Linked DNA regions of Delphinus delphis: region 1 is linked to region 2. A link is a contact called in public Hi-C data. All regions are on one chromosome and are shown on one strand. Each heading gives the region's core, a stretch centred on a gene start, on an enhancer-like site or on the middle of the called end of the contact. The rest is flanking DNA. Distances are from core to core; before and after follow the strand shown.

Evidence for each region. A called contact is a pair of places that touch in the nucleus more often than the background predicts.
Region 1: a Hi-C map of lung shows a contact between it and region 2, with 7 times the contacts expected there. The contact joins the promoter of DLX3 here to the promoter of TAC4 in region 2. A contact is called at or near these places in 2 of 3 Hi-C or Micro-C datasets (lung and muscle).

Annotation. Positions count from the first base shown.
Region 1 is chr19:24,465,504-24,468,203 of mDelDel1.2, reverse strand. DLX3 (distal-less homeobox 3) reads left to right here and starts at 1,291. Exons shown (of 3, transcript XM_059996512.1): 1 at 1,291-1,744. The coding sequence starts at 1,420.
Region 2 is chr19:24,334,874-24,337,573 of mDelDel1.2, reverse strand. It overlaps TAC4 (tachykinin precursor 4), which reads left to right and starts at 1,320. Exons shown (of 6, transcript XM_059996624.1): 1 at 1,320-1,359; 2 at 1,362-1,432. The coding sequence starts at 1,320.

The DNA.
Region 1 (2,700 bases), core at 42-2,541, 130 kb before region 2:
CACTTTCACACACAGACACCCCATCCCATGGTCCTCCACTCACACTGCTTACAGCCCCCCCATATACACTGGTACACTTTCTCACACTCACACTCCTGCACTCACGTACATTCTCTGCATGTAAATGAACTCTGTACCTACTGCGGAACACTTGAAATCCTCCCGTCACACACCTCAAGTACACGCATCCCCTACCCCTGACCTCTAAAAAGGCCCACACTCCCCCGGCGCTGTCCCCGATACACAGAATCTGCCCCCAAACTTACCGAAGCACACAGATATCCAGCCTGTGTCCCGCCCATCCTCATGGGGACCCCAGGTTCCCTGTTCCCTCCAGCAAGCCTAGGCCATCTCTGAAAGTTTTGGAGATAACGTTAACATCGCCACACACAGGCTGTGCACCTCCACCCTCTCTATAAGCCCCTCACCCACACACCTGCCTACCAGGCCCTCTCCAATAGGACCCTCCCTGGACCCAGTGATGACTTTCATAGGCCCAGGGCACTTTTGCCTGATGGGCCCCTTCCTCCATTAAGAATATATATATTTTGAATTACACTTTATGACTGCATTGCTGTAAAGACAATAAATATATGAATATACACTCAACCATTTTCTTCAACCTAAAATGTTCTCCTTTCTTCTGATTTTAAAAGAAATTAGAACATTATCAGGAGCCCTGGGGGCTTCTACTTTGGGCGTGTTTATCTGCCTGTCATTTCCCCCCACACACACCTTGGACCACCTCCCTCCACAAACACCCAATAGGCAAATTCCCCTCCTTCTCTGTCGCACCTGAGCCCACCTTCCACCCGCAGCCAGAGAGACAGACAGACTGAAGGATCCTGGGGACTCTACAGATAGACACCCTCCTCCCACTCTTTCCTTCAGAGACACTGGGGGTTTATCTGGGCTGAGGGAGGGACCCACAGGAGGAGGAACAGAGGGGTCTGTGTGAGTGTGTGTGTGTGTGTGTGTGTGTGTGTGTGTGTGTGTGTGTGTTGGGTAACAACAAAGAATGAGAGAGAGAGAGAGAGAGAGAGAGAGAGAGAGAGAGAGAGAGAGAGAGGAACGAAAGAGCTCAAGAGCATGTTTTGCCTGGAAGGCAAGACTTGCAGCCAATCAGAGCGCTGGGGCCTCCCTCTGCGACTCCACTATTGAGTCTATAACCGGCTGGCCGGGCGGAGCTGGTAGCATTTGACTGTGGCTTGGGACGCTACGAGAGGCGCGCCGCGACCGCCGGAAGCCCGGCGATGGTCTAAGCGCCCCTCGGCCGACCCTCCCCAGAGACGCTGCCGGGCCCTCCCCTTGCCCTCCGGACACGCACCCCCGCCTCGTCTCCTCCGCCTCCCCCGCGCTCCTGCCGGTTCCGGCGCTCCGGCCGAGGCCAGCCCGGGGGGTGGCGCGGCGCCCGCCAGGATGAGTGGCTCCTTCGATCGCAAGCTCAGCAGCATCCTCACCGATATCTCCAGCTCGCTCAGCTGCCATGCGGGTTCCAAGGACTCGCCCACCCTGCCGGAGTCTTCCGTCACTGACCTGGGCTACTACAGCGCTCCCCAGCACGACTACTACTCGGGCCAGCCCTATGGCCAGACCGTGAACCCCTACACCTACCACCACCAGTTCAACCTCAACGGGCTTGCAGGCACGGGCGCGTATTCGCCCAAGTCCGAGTATACCTACGGAACCTCCTACCGGCAATACGGAGCGTACCGGGAACAGCCACTGCCCGCGCAGGACCCAGGTGAGGACCACAGGGTCGCGGGAGAGTGGGGGACACGGGGAGGTTCCCGAGCGAGCGAGAGAAAGGCGAGGAATTGGAGCGGAAATCTAGGGAGGCGCCCCGGGTAAGCAATGTACCTGTCCGAAGTTAGAGAAGGTGGGCTAGATGACCCCCAGAGGGGACAGACGACCTTCCAGTCCCGAGACTGCGCGCCTTCGGGGCGTGGTGCGTGTGCGGCGCCGTGGTCCTGGGTGAGGATCCGGGTGAGCGAGGCGAGGACGCAGGGGCTGTGGATGTCAGAGAACCTCCTGCTCCAGGTGCTCTCCGGGCACTTCAGCAGGCGGTCCTCCATCGGGCTGTAGAGGGCTGGCGGGTAGGCAGCGGGCGCTGGAAGCTCTGCGACCCCGCTTTGGATCTGGGCTGGGGGGGGAGGGAGAAAGGTGAGGGGGACACGGAGAGAGACCCCTCAGAATTACCGGAACAGGGAAGGAAGCAGCAGTGGATAGTGGAGAAACTGAAAAAGAGCAAAGTGGAGTCAGCGTAAAAGTGGAGAGACAAAGTGAGAGAAAGGACACAAGAAAGGAACAGAGGAAAGGGCGAAGGAAGGAAAGAAGAAGGGCGTCTGATGTGTCTGCAACTTTTCTGAAAATCTAAAACTATTCTAAAATAAAAAGTTTAAAGAACAATAAAGGAAGGGAGGACGGAAGGGAAGGAGGGAGAGAAGCGACCGACAGCGTGGTGCGGGTGACAGGGCGGCGGGCAGACGGTGGCGGGAGCTGCGGAGAGCGAGGCGGCGGCCGTGCGCGTCCGGTGGTAGCTTGGCGCCGGGACCGCGCTCTGGGGGCGCGGAGCTGGGAGCGGGGAAGCGCCGCGTCGCGGGCGGCCGCCGGCCCGGCACTGTAGCCGCAGCTCCCACCCGGGGCGCCGGCGGCGGAGCGAGCAGCCGGGAAGTCCCGGGGTGAGTAGGTGGGCCGGAG
Region 2 (2,700 bases), core at 71-2,570:
TGAAGCTGTCTGGGGGCAGGAAATGGGCAGACTAGGAAGGGGGGTGGCGGCGCGGCCTTCTCCTGTCCCCACCTCTGTGCCAGCACAGAGCAAACTGAACACAGCTTATCTGCCAACCAGAGGTCTCCTTTCCTAGAGACTGTGAGATGCTGTAGGACAGGGACAGGGACAGTGTCTTATTCATCTTCTGTGGCCCAGTGCCTCACCCAGTGTCAATAATAGTAATAGGAATGATAGTTAATGGGTATTAAATATTTACCATCATGTACTGTGCCAAGTGCCCCACATGCATTATCCCATTTCATCCTCAACTTTGGAAATAAGTGCTGTTAATAATCTCATTTTACTGATGAGGATTCCAAGGTTTAGAAAGGTTAAGTAACATGCCTAAGGTCACATAGCTATTTAGTGGGGGAGCTAGGAATGGAATTCAGGGCTCTCTGACCACAGGACCCTTGTTCTACACTAACAGATGGACAGATGGATGGATGGGAGACAGGGAGGAACTAAGTGGAGAAGCGCCCTGAACGCCATGCCAGGGAGCTTGAACTTTACACCACGGGCAGTGGGGAGACACTGGAAGGCTGTAAGCAGGGAGAGATAGGTCAGGTTAGGGCTTTGAAAAGATCCCAGCAGTGGGAAGATATTTTAGAGCTGATGACACTTGAGCAGGAGGTCATTTTTCTGGCAAATCCCAATTCCTGCCTGTGAGGACCCTTATTTCTTTACGTATTGTCTTACCTCTTAGGGCAAAACGTGTGCAACCATGTTCACATGAGGACTACTGATGGCGGGGAATGCCGAGGAAGGGGTGCAGTGACTGGAAGGGGAGACTAGTGGTAGAATACTAAGCTCTGGGGAGAGGCCTCTCTTACAGGGTAAGGGAGAAGCCAGGCAGTTCCCCCTTCCCATTTCCAAGATGGCGCTGCCTGCTCGGGGCTTCCAGTCAGGAAGCCGGAAGCACCAGGCCCCACACACTGCTCCATTGTGCACCTGCCTCCCAAGGGGAATGCAGCCAGCGGTGAGGCGGTGTTGCAACAGAGATCAACTGCTGGGGGGCGGCAGTGGAGGAGACCTGGTCCCTTCTCTGGACAGCTCGCGGTATCATTGGCTTTTCCAGCTGGTGGGGGCGGGGGGCAGTCACAGGAAATGGCCCCGGGGGTCAGATAAGCTGAAGGAAGAAGCCGAGTAGCTGGGAGGACAGAACAGGTGGAGTTTCCCCCACCTGCCGAGAGCAGCCAGAGAGAGAGGACGGAGCCTGCTAGTGGCGGTCTGTGGACTGAGAGGGGCTCCCCGAGGGTCCCAGGGCAGAGCTCACCATGCTGCTCTGCCTCACCCCGCCTCTTCTGACGGGGCTGCTTGCACTGTGGCAGGTGACAAGGAACTGCCACTTGACGCTGAAGCTGGGTCCTGGGGCACCGTGACCCTGGAGGTAGGTGCCTTTGGGGAGAAGCAGGGGATGATACATGGTGGAGGGGGCAGAAGATCCCCTTTATGGCTGCCAGGAGAGCAGGTTGTATACTGCAAGGTAGGGTGTCTGCCTCCCCTCCCTGGGCAGGTCCAAGGTCATGGCCCCTGGCCTGGCAGACCTCCAAAGAGTTGCATGCATATGGAAGCAACAGCGTGCGTGTGTGTGTGTGTGTGTGTGTGTGTGCGCGCGCGCGTGCATGCACTCACACTTCATTTAACAAACACTTATTTAACATATACTATGTTCCTGGCACTGTCCTAAATGCTTCATAAATATTAACCCCTGTAATCCTCATATCAGCCGGTGGGGAAGGTACCATTACTATCCCCATTTCACAGATAAGGAAACTGAGGCACAGAAAAGTCAAGCAGTTTGTCCAAGGTTATGCAGCTTCAAAAGCACAACTGTACAGGGACTTCCCTGGTGGCGCAGTGGTTAAGAATCTGCCTGCTAATGCAGGGGACACGGGTTCGAACCCTGGTCCGGGAAGATCCCACATGCCGTGGAGCCACTAAGCCCATGCGCCGCAACTACTGAGTCTGCGTTCTAGAGCCCATGAGCCACAACTCCTGAGCCTGTGTGCCACAACTACTGAAGCCCGCACGCCTAGATCCCGTGCTCCACAACAAGAGAAGCCACCGCAATGAGAAGCCCACGCACCACAACAAAGTATAGCCCCCGCTCACCGCAACTAGAGAAAGCCACACCCAGCAACAAAGACCCAATGCAGCCCAAAATAAATAAATTAATTAATTATTTTTAAAAAGGCACAACTGTGCACCTTGCCCAAGGTCTGATTCTGTGTATTTGTGCCTCAGAGGACATTGTCCAGCATTTCCTTTCAAGGGGGTCAACTTGGGGCGGGATCACTGTTTTGTCTCACATGCAGAAACTCTTATTTCCTGGCAAGTACTGGTTTGACTGCCAGTCTCTCCTACTAAACTGACCTGAGTTCTGTCACTGGGAATAAATCTCAAAGTTAGAGACACAGCATCTGTGCCCCACCCTGTCTGGTCAGGGAGACAAAGATCCTGACCTTGGGGAGTTCCAATCAGACAGGGGAGCAAGGCCAGTGGATCAGAGACAAACAGGCCCGGTGCTCAGGGAAGGCCTCCAGGAGGGCAGATGGGACTGGCCGGGGCCTGGCTCCTCCAAGTCCTGGGATGGTGAACACACTGGGGCCACAGGACGAGCCATCGAATAACAGCCATTCCTGGTGGGTTTCCTTC